Linked DNA regions of Mus musculus: region 2 is linked to region 1. Evidence: chromatin contacts called from public Hi-C data. All regions are on one chromosome and are shown on one strand. The core of a region is the stretch at or near the end of the contact, and the rest is flanking DNA. Distances in the headings are between cores, read along the strand shown. Region 1 overlaps Tex2 (testis expressed gene 2). Region 2 overlaps Smurf2 (SMAD specific E3 ubiquitin protein ligase 2).

Evidence for each region. Hi-C and Micro-C count contacts between places; a contact is called where the count stands out from the background.
Region 2: a Hi-C map of cerebral cortex shows a contact between it and region 1, with 3 times the contacts expected there. The contact joins two enhancer-like sites. A contact is called at or near these places in 1 of 39 promoter capture datasets (cranial neural crest), 1 of 484 Hi-C or Micro-C datasets (cerebral cortex) and 3 of 9 other capture datasets (adipose tissue, liver and pancreatic islet).

What each region holds. Positions count from the first base shown.
Region 1 is chr11:106,560,089-106,567,790 of GRCm38.p6, reverse strand. Tex2 (testis expressed gene 2) reads left to right here. Exons shown (of 12, transcript NM_198292.3): 2 at 1-826. Among named protein-coding and RNA genes, the nearest start is that of Tex2, 49 kb to the left of the region's middle. Within about 2 kb of position 3,315, at least 94 of the 459 cell types and tissues checked have an H3K27ac peak or open chromatin away from gene starts, as enhancers often do. A contact at or near this core is called in cerebral cortex, where this site is marked.
Region 2 is chr11:106,821,864-106,828,686 of GRCm38.p6, reverse strand. It overlaps Smurf2 (SMAD specific E3 ubiquitin protein ligase 2), which reads left to right. Exons shown (of 19, transcript NM_025481.3): 16 at 63-183; 17 at 3,877-4,078; 18 at 5,592-5,667; 19 at 5,923-6,823. The coding sequence ends at 6,022. Among named protein-coding and RNA genes, the nearest start is that of Cep95, 36 kb to the right of the region's middle. Within about 2 kb of position 4,731, at least 18 of the 459 cell types and tissues checked have an H3K27ac peak or open chromatin away from gene starts, as enhancers often do. A contact at or near this core is called in cerebral cortex, where this site is marked.

The sequences.
Region 1 (7,702 bases), core at 2,066-4,565:
TGACACTCGTTCCTTTTTTAAAGTGCCCGAAATGGAGGCAAAAATCGAAGACACTAAGCGACGCCTTTCTGAAGTTATCTATGAGCCCTTCCAGCTCCTCAGCAAGATCATCGGGGAGGAGAGCGGCAGCCATAGGCCCAAAGCCTTATCTGCAAGTGCTTCAGAGCTCTCCAGCCTGTCCGGCTTGAACGGGCACTTGGAAAGCAATAACTACAGCATCAAGGAGGAGGAGGGGGACTCGGAGGGGGAAGGCTACGGCAGCGACTCCAACACCTCCAGGAGCGACCACCTGAAGCCCACTGAAGACGCCTCGAAGGAAGTGGAGCCCAAGGGTTCCCAGGCGAGTAGTCTGAAGGACTTAGGTCTGAAGACAAGTTCTCTGGTTCTTGAGAAGTGTTCTCTGTCTGCTTTAGTGAGCAAGGAGGATGAAGAGTTCTGTGAACTGTACACGGAGGACTTTGAGCTGGAGACTGAGGGCGAGGGGAGACTTGATAAGACCCTCGATCTCCCCCTCAAGCCAGAGGTGCTTGCCAGCGATGGCGTGGCTCTGGAGAGCGAGGATGAAGAGGACTCGGCCACCGAGCACCAGGAGTTACCTGTAAAGACGCTCGGCTTCTTTATAATGTGTGTCTACGCGTACCTCATCCTCCCACTCCCCTACTACATGAGTGGGCTCTTCCTGGGCGTCGGCCTCGGCTTCATGACTGCAGTCTGCATGATTTGGTTCTTTACACCACCAAGTGCTCACAAACACCACAAATCACTCAAAGCTCTGCGGCACCAGAGCACGAGATCCCTGGACATCAAGGAGCCCGAAATACTAAAGGTATGTAAGCCTCCCTCCGGCTAACGGCTGAGTGAGCTGATGGCTGAAGGTGTTCGAATCGGGGGTGTGTGTGTGTGAGTGTGTGTGTGCGCGCGCGTGCGTGTAAGATTTATTTATTTATTCATTTATTTAATATATGTGAGTACACTGTAGCTGTCTTCGGACACACCAGAAGGGGGCATCAGATCCCATTACAGATGGTTGTGAGCCACCATGTGGTTGCTGGGAATCAAACTCAGTACCTCTGGAAGAGCAGTCAGTGCTCTTAACCGCTGAGCCATCTCTGCAGCCCATTGGGGTGTTGCTAAGACTTTGGATATCTCTGTTGTCCAGGAACTCAAACAGCTCATCCGGAAGCCTGCTGTGTAGACCATGCTTGCCTACTTATCAGGCAGTTTTGAAGCTCTCCACGGCCCCAGAGAGCAGCGCTTCTGGCTAGTTCCTCTTAGGTCTGCCCTGCAATTTGCTCTATTTTGAGGATCTGTCATTGCTGAATATTGGGATTCTATATTCTTATTTTTCAGGCAGTCTCACTATGTAGCCCTGGCTGTCCTAGAATTTACTGTGTAGACCAGGCTAGCCTTGCACTCATAGAGATCTGCCTGCCTCTGCCTGCCAACTGCTGGAATAAAGGTGTGCGCCACCGTGCCTAGAAGTGTTATCTACCTGGAGATTCTGGCATCAGGCTCGATGCCAATGGAACTGCAGGAGAGGGCCAAGAGGAAAGAGACCAATTACTATCACTGATGGCGCCTGCTGCTAGCTTCTCTCTGTGCACAGTGAGACATGGGCTGAGAACAAAAATGTCATCTGTGAATGCCATGTGTCAGGCTTTGGGCCTCCTGGGGTGGGGCTCCTGAGATGATCTTTTGGAATGAATATATTAGAATTTCAAATTTCTTTTTTTTTTTTAAGTTATTTATTTATTTATTATTATTATTTTTTAAATTTATTTATTTATTACATGTAAGTACACTGTAGCTGTCCTCAGACTCTCCAGAAGAGGGAGTCAGATCTCATTCCGGGTGGTTGTGAGCCACCATGTGGTTGCTGGGATTTGAACTTCAGACCTTTGGAAAAGCAGTCGGGTGCTCTTACCCACTGAGCCATCTCACCAGCCCGAATTTCAAATTTCTATTTATTTCTCCATATTTACATTTTTCTGGCCGTTTTGTGTACTTCATAAGATTTTTAGCATAAAACTATGGTTGTAGGCCGGGCGTGGTGGCTCACGACTTTAATCCCAATCCTTGGGAGGCAGAGGCAGGTGGATTTCTGAGTTCGAGGACAGCCTGGTCTACAAAGTGAGTTCCAGGACAGCCAGGGCTACACAGAGAAACTCTGTCTCGAAAAACCAAAAAAACCAAACCAAACCAAAAAACTATGGTTGTCACCTGGCATATTGGTGGTGCTTGTCTGTGATCTCTGCCTTTGGAAGGCAGAGGCAGGCGGTCAGCCTGGTCTAGATAGTGATTTCCAGGATGCAGCTGTGTAATGAGACCATGGCAAAACAAAGCAAAACAACAGCAGGCAGTGGAGCTGGAGAGATACGGTTGAGAGCAGTGCAGCTCCTGCAGAAGGCTTGAGTTTTATGTCCCAGCACCAAGTCAGGCCACTTCACAGCTGCCCTTAACTTCAGCTCCAGAGGATCCCAGGTGTCTGTACACCCACCCACATATATGCACATAATTTTTAAAAATTTAAACTCTAAAAGTATAATTGTCATTGATACAGTTTCTGAGTTATTTGTATACATAGTTATATAGGGTATAGAATCAGGAACATTTAAAGGTCACTGCTATATAATAATTTTCAAGGATCCTCTGTTGGCATTAGGTATTTCCAGTTTTATACATGAGGAGGCAGGGACTCTGTTCATCCCATGTTTTTGAGCCCAGCGTGACACTCCTCCCTCTCCCCTTCCCCCCTTTTCCTGTGGCACATCTCTGCAGAAAAAGCCCACGTCTAGACTTTGAGAGCCCCTTGCTGCCCTTACAGGCGTTCAAGGTGGCTTCTGTTTTCTTGGAGTGGTTTTGAACGCTATTGATCATAAATAACTTTTAGCTCTCCTCAGGTTACAAGCTTATTTGGGCTCTGTTAAATTTCTAGATTTGTTTCCCCTCCCTTCTATCTAAGGAATATTCTGAAAATGACAACATGATCTCTCTTTATTGAGAACTAAAAAAACAAAAAACAAGAAAGGAAAGCTGTCGCTGCAGTGGATGGAGGGGCCCTCTCCAAATCTGTCTGTTGTTTTCTCGTCTCTTTACATTCTGTCCTTATTCCCAAGAGAAGCATGGGAAACTCAGAAAAGGTCCACGTCAGACATATCCTGGGCGTGTCATCTGGCTCTGGTCAGGTCTGGAGTGTAGTGTCTGCATCACACATGCAGACGCACCCGCTCTTTGTCACCTGTGTGCTCACGTGTGTTACAGCCTGACCTCTTCACGCTTCCCCACACAGTTGGCTGTGAGACGGTTTCTTTTTTGAAGGGAAGCTGGCGCTGGCTCCCGAGGATGTGACACCCTTAGTGTAGCATGATTATGTGGAGCAGAGCAAAAGTGACTCATGCCTGGTGGCCCCACTGTCGAAACAGTGATGCTGTTACCTCCTGATTTCCACGCTCTAAGTGGCCTAGTGCTAACTTTAGCCAAGAGAAAAAAAGATGCCTGTGTCAGTCCCAGAACTACTGACTGACGAAGATATTTGTCCTGGGAAGATTTTAACTTTAGGACAGACAGCCTCAGTGTTGATCTAGTCAACTGTGGGTTGACAGTTTACCCACTACCCAGAGGGTGCAACATTACAGTGCTATTTAAATGTCACGACAGTTGGCTTGTTTTTAATCCAGTGAGTGGAACAGTAAAGGCAGGGTGCTAGGTGTGGGAATATTGTCTTATTAGAATTGTATCACAACCCTGTTCAGTTCGGGTATGTGCTGGTGAGGGAAGGGAGGCCCAGAGGCTTTCCTTGTCCATGGCCATGCTGTCTAGTGGTATTTTAGCCAGTGTTCTATTGTTAGTGATGCAATACCCCAGGCTAGGTAATATAGAAAAGAGTGTCAGATTTAGTGGTACCCACTTGTAATTTCAGCGTCTGGGAGGCAGAGGCAGGATGCTTGCAAGTTTGAGGATAGCCTGGGCTGCGTTCTGAGACCCTGGCTCAGCAAAACAAAGAAAAGGTGTTATTTTTGCTCATGGTTCTAGCCCAAGTTGAGGGGTTTATCTGGTAAAGGCTGTCTTCCTGGCAAACTGTTGATGCACATGGGGAATCATGGCTGGTGACAGGGATACTGTGAACATATGTTCTCTGCCTTCCCTGTCTTTTTTCTTGGCTTCCACCTTGGTGGCAATGATGTTTAGAAAGGGGGACACCAGGTGCTAGAGAGGTGGCCCAGTAGTGGGTGTTCCTGCAGAGGACCCGGGTTCTGTTCCCAGACCGGCATGGCAACTCAGCCATTTGGAACTCCAGTCCCAGGGGATCTATTGCTCTCTTCTATCCTCTGAGGACAGATAACAGAGCAGAGGGGTGGTGGTGTGCCCAGTTTGCCAAGCCCTGTCATAGGTATAATGAGTTCTTTCCTGCAGCATGCCTGCTTAGATGTCTAGATCTGCAAGTGACATCTTGCAGCCTTCCATACTCTGCTGGGTGAGTTGACTTACACAGGCCTCTAAAATGAAAGGGCCTTGGCCTGGCAGCTTCCGTCTCACCTGATTGGACTTCCTAGCCGGAGTCACATGCTGATTGTCTGGCTTGTGTTTTTTGTGCTTCTTGAAGGCAGAGAGGTTGGGCTCATCAGCTTGTCCTTGTATCCCCAGTTCCTGCTGTGTGGTAGGCATGCGATAAATAACTGTTGGATGCATGCTTGGGTCCATGAGGAAGAGTTTAACCAGTGGATCAGTATTCGTTCCTATTTCTGTTCCTGAGACTGACTATGTGACAGAAGCAACCAGAGGGAGGAAGGATTTGTTGTAGGGTGTTGTCCATCATGGAGAGGAAGTGTTTGGTTTGGTTCATGGTGGCAGGAGCATGTGATCACACAGCAGCACACAGGAAACAGAACTTGTGCTAGAAGTGGATGGGGCCAGGCTGTGAGCGGAAAGGCTGGTCCCAAAGGCCTACACCAGCCAGCTAAGCCCAAGTCCTCTTCTGCTGCCAGCTCTACGACTGTGATGTGATCCAGGAGCCAGACACTGGTTTCTTTATAAAATGGGCCTGTTGCCATGGTTTGATCATGGTTTGCTCCCATCGAAATGCAGGCTGAAATGGAATTTTCAGTGTAACTGTGTTGAGATAATTAGAAGCTGGGCATGACAACATATGCCTGTAGTTCTAGCACTTAAAGCCCTAGGGAGGTGTAAGCAAGCAGATCTCTGAGCTCTAGGCCAGCCTGGTCTATAGAGCAAGTTCCAGAACAGCCAGGGCTAAAGATCATTCTAAATACATAAAGGCCAGTTTAGAATACAGGGAGTCCTGTAGTTCATACCTGTAACTCCATCACTTAAGAGGCAGAGAGGTAGGAAGTTCAAGGCCAACCTGGGCTACATAGAGAGTTCTAGGCCAACCTAGACCAACTTGAAGACTTTGTCTCAAAGAGGGGGAAAAGGTGATTGGATCATGAGAGCTCCATCGTCATGCTAGGTTGGGTGTAGCTTCTGTAAGAGTGGGCTAGTTATCAGGAGAGCAGGTTGCTCGGAAGCCAGCAGCTTCGCTGTCCCTGTGTCTCTTGAGCAGGTGTGTGTCTTTTTCAGAGCCTGTCCTCCCTTTCTCCCTTACTCTCGGGTGGAACAGCACACCCTTCCCTGCCTGGAAGCTGAAGGCGAGTGACATGATCTTGGACTCTATTTACTTCTGCAATTGAATAAATTTGTTCTTTAAAAAGTTCCCTGGTACAGCCGCCCTGTGATCCCAGCTGCTTAGGCTAAGGTTAGAGGATTCAACTTCAAGGCCTACTTGGGCTACAAAGTTAATTTGAGGTTTATCTTTTTTTTTTTTTTTTTTTTTTTAGATTTATTTATTTATTTATTATATGTAAGTACACTGTAGCTGTCTTCAGACACTCCAGAAGAGGGAATCAGATCTCGTGATCGGATGGTTGTGAGCCACCATGTGGTTGCTGGGATTTGAACTCCTGACCTTCGGAAGAGCAGTCGGGTGCTCTTACCCACTGAGCCATCTCACCAGCCCCAATTTGAGGTTTATCTTGATAATGTAGTGAGAAAAAGACCTGTATGCCAGAGGGTCCTAGGCTCAACCTCCAATACCACCAATAACAAACAATAGGACGAATAAACAAATTATGCAGATTGAATATCTTGTTAATAATTACCAAAACAGACTAAGACATCTGTGAACCTGTGTCTGGTGAGTAGAAATATCTACTTTTGAATAGTTTGATTTGAACTATGAATGAGCTGATTTGTGTTTTCTGTGTATGTGATACTAACTGGCTTCTGTAGAAGATGAGTATATAAATCTTGAGCACAAGTATGAAAACTTAAGACACTCCCCAGCCTCCCATAGGTCATGGTACCTGGCAGCAACATTAAGATCTCTACAGACAGGGACGGGCAACTTCTTGACATTGCAAAAGGATTTTGTCATCTACAAATGGGTTTGAGCCCCACTCACAGCTATCCTGGGACACACGCCCTCGGGGCTATGGGTTGGACGCACCTATAAGCCACTTCCACCTGTGAACCATGAACCAGCTGAACTGGAGCTGAGTTGCCTTCAACTGTTTTAGCACTTGCCTGCCTGAGGCGTGAGGACACAAGTTCAAGGCCAGCTTGGGCTACCTTGGGAAACTCAGTCTCAACAAAAACTTAACAGACTATTGGACTAAAACAGATGTTTTTCAGCTCCTCCGGGGTCATGGAGGTTGTCACTGACAGAAGGAAGTGACTTAGGAAATGCCCAGAGCCTTCGTAGGACAGGGTGTAGCTCCATTATCGGCCCTGTGAGCAATTTAAGGAAGAAGTATCCCTTCTCTCTGGTTTCTCTGTGAGAAGGAGACAAAAAGACGCTCTGTGCCTTCTCTGGGTAAATTTTGAGTCACATATACACCATTGACATTTGTATTCAAGCAAGGTGCTGAAGGGCCAATGAGCTGGTGAGCATGTAAGATCATGCGCTGCCAAGCCTGACAGCTTGGAGTCCACATGGCAGAGTGGGAGAACCAGCCCCTGCAAGTTGTCTTCTGACTTCCATGTGTGCACCTGGTTCTTCACATGCACGTATACACACGTACACAATAAATTAGCATGTTTAGTCACACAGAGACCATGGTGCTGTGACAGTGAGCTTGGGGTCACTAATCCAAAAGGGCCAATCTGCAGCCAAGTGGTAGCTATTGTCAAAGTGACTGTGACTGTGTAGGACCACAATATGCCACCATTAGCTCCTAGCCCGACTGGTCATCAGCCATACTGACTGGAGCACAAGAATTCCTTTGCCTCTGTGGGATCCATGAATTGTCACTAACGCTACAGAACTCCCTGGACCAGAGCACGCTTGTTTTAAAATATGGGAATCAGGCAAGTGAGGAGCAGCCAGTAAGAGCAGGGCTGCCTTGGGCACCCAGCCCAGCGGCACCTAAGCATGAAGGCAAGAGCCACTACCAGACTTGAAACCTGGTGGGCTGAGTGAGTGAGGCAGCTCAGGGCAGCTTCCATGTGCTATAGGCACCAAGAGTCACAGTGCAGGTCCCCTCTTTTGCATATGCTTCTGGAGTGGCCAGCTAGATGTCCTGGCTGGAAGCCCTAGTGATGAGAGTGTCAGGACCTGGAAGCCTGATGCCCGTCGTTCACCCTTAGGATGGCTACTGAGCATTCCTAACCAAACGGGATGCCCTCCTCCTCTGAGCATGCCCTGTCC
Region 2 (6,823 bases), core at 3,482-5,981, 260 kb before region 1:
TCTTTCTGGCAGTTCCACGTCTGAGTCTCTGCAGTCACATGACGCCCGACCAATGTTTGCAGGCTTTATGTCAACTGGAGATTTCTCCGAGGCATCGAAGCTCAGTTCCTGGCGCTGCAGAAGGGCTTTAATGAAGTCATTCCCCAGCACCTGCTGAAGACATTTGATGAGAAGGAGCTGGAGGTCAGTGTGTTAGGAACAAGTCTGGGGCTCTCTGCTGTCTGTGGAGGAAAGGGTGCTTCCTAATGCTTCAGAGTTTTGTGATTCCGTCCCTGAGAATTCTTACAGGAAGTATTTTGGGCTTTGGCGTTTCTGTGGGTAAGCAATCCCTTATTTATGGCTTTATGAGTATGTGCGCACATGTCCGTGTGTGTGCAGGGCTGTGCACATTGGTACAGGTGCCCTCAGTGACCTGAGAGGTGGAGCTGTAGTTACAGGTGATCGTTAGCTGCCTGTCATGTGTACTAGGAATCAAACTTGACTCTAAAAGTGCAGCAAGCTGAGCCTTCTCTCCAGCCCCATATGGAGACATTCTTAATTTATATATCCTTTGCCGCCTTTCTAACTAGTCTGGGACTATGTAGATGGCGATGACCTAAAGGTCATTTCTGGCTTTCTGCTCCCCCGCCCCAACTGAGTGCTGAAATTAAGCCCAGGGATCCGCACTCCACCAGCTAAGCTACCTCTCAAGTCCCTTCCTTTTCAAGCCACTTAGACATTCTTCCCACTTAGAATCCTTCCAGTGCTTACATGTGGGGCAGAGGACAGCTTTGTGATGTCAGCTCGCTCTTTATGGTTTTGGGCGTTGAGCTCAGGTTGCCATGCTTGCTTGGCAAGTATTTTTACCCACTGAGCCACCCTGCAGTCTGGGCCCTCCTCCCAACTTTTTGTCATTTCTTGATTTATTTGGCTTATTTAAGTATCTTACTTTGTCTCTAACATACTGAAATTGATTTCAATAAAATGTTAAGCTCAACTATTGCTCATCTTTGCTAGAATACATTTAGAAGAAATGAAACAAGATAAATGATGAGGTGTTTAACCATTCCCGGGCCTTATATGGCAAACACCCATATAATAACAGTAACCAGCTCTGTATTGAACCGTTGACTTTCCCTCTGTGTAAAGTTTACCCTTAGAGTACCACAGTAAACACATCCAACTTAAAACTAAACTACTATGAAAGACATAGTGAGGTTTGTTGGGAGTGGTGGAGCATGGCTGTAATACAGCACTTGGGCTGAGACACGAAGATTGAAAATTTAAGGCCAGCCTGGGCTACATAGCAAGTCCTTGTCCAAGAAGAGTAAGTACATAAAAAGATTTTAGTCTACAGTTTATCCAGTGGCGAGGAAGTGACAACTACTTGAAGAGTATAGATCATTTTTAAATGATTTTCTTTATTAGTGTTAATGACTTTTTCTTCCTTGTCTTTTTAAAAATCTATTATCTTTATTATTTTTAAATTATGTATAAATGCATGTGTCTGCATGTGGGTATGTGTATGTGAGTGCAGATAACCAGGGAGGCCAGAGGTTTTAGATCCCTGGACCTGGGGTTACAGATGGTTGTAGCCACCCAACATGGTAAATTCAGTTCCCTTGGAAGAGCAGCAAGTGCTTTTAACCACTGAGCCACCTGTCTCTCCAGGCCTGCTGGTCTCTTTAATAGATGTTTGCAAACAATCAGTTGACTCTGTACTATCCCCCGTTCCTTTTGTGACAGAATAATGAAATGGCCAAAGACAAGGCAGGAGGAAGGGAACCTAAAGCTAAATGGCTAGGGTGGAGTGGACCTGAGATATACGACCTCGTTTATGTTGTGAATCAAGAGTTTGCACTATAACAGGCACTCTTCTGACAAACAGGATTTACAAAGCATTTTTAGTGGTCTGAATTCATTATTTCAGAGCCATTGTCTTAGTTAGTGTTCTAATTGCTGTGAAGAGACACTATGACCAAGACAACTCTTATAAAGGACATTTAATTGGGGATGGCTTACAGGTTCAGTCCATTATCATCAAGGTGGAAGCATGGCAGTGTCTAGGCAGGGATGATGCTGGAGGAGCTGAGAGTTCTACAGCTTCACCCAAAGGAAGCCAGGAGCAGACTGACCCTTCCACACTGGGTGGAGCTTCAAAGCCCACCCCACAACGACACGCTTCCTCCAACAAGGCCACTTCTCCCAACAGTACCATTCCCTATGGGCCATACATATTCAGACCACCCTTTTGGGAGGTGAATTTTATTTGGTGGGCAAGATTTACAGTGTAGGGTTTTTTGTTTGTTTGTTTGTTTGTTTTTCTGTGTAGCCCTGGCTGTCCTGGAACTCACTTTGTAGACCAGGCTGGCCTCCAACTCAGAAATCCGCTGCCTCTGCCTCCAGAGTACTGGGATTCAAGGCATGTGCCACCACGCCTGGCTTACAGTGTAGTTTTGTCACTATTGAAATGTGAACTATATAGATTAAATTATAGCTTACACACTGTTAGAATTCCCTGATAAACTGTTGATTGGGGTCTCAAGATGATTTGACAGGTGAGGCCACATGCCAACAAATCTGATGACCTGAGTTCAATTCCCAGACCCTAGATGGTAGGAGAAAAATGATTCCTGAAAGTTGTCCTCTGAATTCCACCTGTGTATTGTAGCTTGTGTTCATGTATACCTACCTACCTACCTACCTACCTACCTACATACAATTAAATGAATAAAGCAAACTAGTTATATATGTGTGTATGTGTATATTTTAATCTGTAGAGACATGTTAGTATCAAAATGACTTTAGTATAGTTCTTAAATATTGATTGTATTAGGATGTCAAGTGGACACTATAGCAGAATTCATGTATTTTTTTTTTCAAGACAAAGGTTTCTCTAGGTAGCATTGGCTGTTCTGGAACTCACTTTGTGTAGACCAGGTTGACCTCCAACTCAGCAGCTCTGCCTCTGCCTGAATGCTGAGTTTAAAAGTGTGTGCCACAACGCCTGGCCCTCAAGTATTTACATTTTAATATAATGTCAAAGTTGTTAGTTAAGTGAATTATGTTACATATCCAACATGTTTCTTGTGGTACACTCTGGATCATTTTCACAGGTAAAATGAGGTAGAGGTGACTGTGATATTAGAGCAAAGAACACTGCAGGCTGATGAATTGCCTCAGATTGTAAGCTAACAGTGTTAAAATGAATGTAAATCAGTGCAGACCTAAGAAAGGCACAGAGAAACCTGTAGTATTATTTCTTCTCATCCTCTTTTGGAGACAAGGTAGTAGCTCAAGCTAGCCTTAAACTCATGTTGATCCTCCTGCCTCAGCCTCTTTAGTGCTGGGATGATAAGCATGGTGTGTTACGCCCAGCTTGTGTTTACTGAGTCTTGATTTTTGTCTAATGTTTTAAAATTTTAGAATTCTATTTTGAACTGGAGTTTTTACAACTCTTTGTTCTTGTCAGAGTCCATTACAGTGATTATCAGACACTGGGGACAGGACCTACAATGAGTAGATACTTCTGGAGATTTAAAGATACAGAGCAGTGGTGTCACTTGCCTTTAATGACAGAGCTGGAGAGACAGAGGCAGGCAAGTCTCTGAGATTGAAGCCAGCCTGTTCAAGAGAGTGAGTTCCAGGTTAGCTAAGGTTACACAGAGAAAAACCCTGTCTCCAAAAAAAAAAAGAAAGAAAAAAGAAAGGATTCCGAGCTGACTGCCAGCAGACAGAGTTACAGTCTCTGCAGCACAGGGTCTGTTGGGTCTGTTCTGAAAGCTTTCCAGGTAGTGCAGCTGTGCGCCTGTGGGATGCTCACTGCTAATCTAAGACGACTTGGGAGGCGCAGCTTTGATGCCCACTGGCTTACCACTCCTGCAAATATTTCAACAGCTCATTATTTGTGGACTTGGCAAAATTGATGTGAGTGACTGGAAGGTCAACACCCGGTTAAAACACTGTACCCCAGACAGCAATGTCGTCAAGTGGTTCTGGAAAGCGGTGGAGTTTTTTGATGAAGAGAGACGAGCACGGTTGCTCCAGTTTGTGACAGGGTCCTCTCGAGTGCCTCTGCAGGGCTTCAAAGCACTACAAGGTGAGGTGTCATGGGATGGGCACACAGGTACCTGGCATCTACTCGTGCATGGGTGGAGAGAATCACGTTGTCTGGGGTATGTTGCAGTTTTATAAGCCCTGTGCTTATAAAGATCTCTGACTAGCTCCTGCATGGAACTGCCTTCGCAGCTCCTTCTGGAGAGGGTTCTGACAGGCTTCTCTGTGATCACAGAGTGCGCTGTGGAATGTAGGTTGGAGCCTAGGTACTGATGCTCTGTTTTGTACCTTGTGGTCACCCTGCTTTACTTCTGTAGGGAAGGTCATTCACCTCCATGTTGACATCTCAGCTTGGCAAAACCTTTACTCACCTAAGATGCCTCCTCTGCCTTTCTTTTAGCCAGTTGTTTGTTCAGAGCGCTTTATTTACTATATGACTTCAGACCATCTTAAATTGTTTAGGATTGCTTTTCTGTGGGATAAGCTGTTGCATTTTGCTTGAGTTGGTAACATTGCTGATGATTGTGGTGGATCATTCAGTGGCCATTGCTTCCTTCACCTTTCAGCGCTTCCTTTTCAAAACTGCTGGAGAGGAGGGAGAATCCGCAAAGCGGGACTAGTCAGAACTCATCAGCAGTTGCCCACAGAGCGCTCAGAAAGCCTGGGCAAAGCTGCCTGACGTTGTGTTCTCCTTTTGGGGAGCGTGGTGTCGTCTTCTCTTCTGTGTTTGTATGGGGCATGTGTGCTGACTGAAAGTGTATCCTCTAGACTGCTAATCTTTGCTTAAGCTCAGCTTGAGTCATAAGTCTAAATTTGCGTTAGTCATCTTTTAAAATAGGATGCAAATGTATATTTTAAGCATAATAGCATATGCCTATAATCCTAGTCTTCTGGAAGCTGAGGCAGGAGGATCTTGAGTTTAAGACTATCTTGAACTACATAGCAAGATTCTATTTCAAAAAAAAAAAAAAAAAAAAGCCGGGTGTGATGGCGCACGCTTTTGATCCCAGCACTCGGGAGGCAGAGGCCGGCGGATTTCTGAGTTCAAGGCCAGCCTGGTCTACAAAGTGAGTTCCAGGACAGCCAGGACTATACAGAGAAAGCCTGTCTTGAAAAACCACAAAAAAAAAAAAAAAAGGCCAGGCAGTGGTGGGTGGTGGCACAGGTCTTTAATCCCAGCACTTGGGAGGCAGAGGCCAACCTGGTCTACAGAGGGAATTCCAAGACAGCCAAGGTTACAGAGAGGAAAAGAAAAGCAAACCTAGTGTGTTCTTATTGCTTGGGATGCAAATATTCTGTGGCACGTGTTTTGTTGGCAGAGGGACATCGGTTAAGCCTTTTGCTCAGACAGCACTGCTGATGCTATGGCACCTGGCCTTAAACACATGTCACTTACAACCTCAAAGCCAGGCTCCTTTTCCTATGCGCCCCCAAGTTGGTGTGTGTGGATACAAGGTGCTCCCCAGCTCCTGTGGCTTATGTTCTCATCTATTCTGAGGCTTTGGAGATGGGTTCGTGTGCCTGCTGTGATCTGACCCACATTCCTTCACTGGCAGGTGCTGCAGGCCCACGGCTCTTTACCATACACCAGATTGATGCCTGCACGAACAACTTGCCAAAAGCCCACACTTGGTGAGTTATTTTTGTAGCTTTTCCTCTGTCATTCTCGGTAAGTTTTTGTTTAAAAGAAATGATGAGCACTTCTTTTAAGTGATTTTAAAAGTGAAGTTATTCAGAAATCAGTAAGCAAACCCCAAAGTCGTGGCCTCTGCTTTAGAGGGCTGCCCTTCTACCTTCCTGTATGACACGAAGCCTATGTAATGCTCGCCTGCTGTACCTGCTGACTTGTTCTGAGCGAATGATCAAGGCTGATTTGCTTATTTACAGCTTCAATCGAATAGACATTCCACCCTATGAAAGCTATGAGAAGCTCTATGAAAAGCTGCTAACGGCCATCGAGGAGACATGTGGCTTTGCTGTGGAATGATGGGCACCAAGGACTTACCTACAGCTCTTATTTATTCCCTGGCCAACAGCCTCCTTCAGCAGCGCTTCAGAGAACGCTGGGATACAGGACAGCCTCCTCCCCTGTTCCTTAGATTCTAGGACACTGGGAGGGGAAAGGACAATTTTGAAATTCCTTTTCAAGGAAAAGTAAAGGTCTTTATGCTTTGCCATGAGGACACACTCAGCTGCTATTTAAAAATTAATACCTTGAACCTAAAGAATGCTGACCCCCTGCGTCTCCAGAGTTAGGCAGTATTCTACACTTAAAAGACTACTACTATTTTTATACAAGGTTATCTCCCCAAATTGCTTGTCAGACTCATGTCTCTCCCGCATAGCAAGACAACTCCAGCAGTCGGTACAAGTCACACTTCATTTTGATTGAGTACATGATTTTTGAACAACTCCTATACCTGCTCTTTGTAAGAAATTAAATAAAGTTATTTTGGATTGTTCCACCTTTGTAAACAATTGGCTAAAGAGGGATCATTACCTTGATGAAATTAAGCCATTTACATGTTTAGTTGTGTTTTTCTATAGCAGAGTGTTATATTTTGCATTATGTGGGTCACCGTAGCTTAAGTGGGGTTTTATATTTTTCAAGTGTGACTTTCTTGGAAATTCTTAATGCAGCCATTTAAACAGTTTATTTGCTACCCTTCCTGTTTTTAAGATGACTTAAAAAAAAAAAAAAGACCTCATGTTCTTGAATCAAGAAGATCAGGTATTTTGGATTTACTTTCATCTTAAATTGAAATACTGCATTTTTATAGCTTCTCAG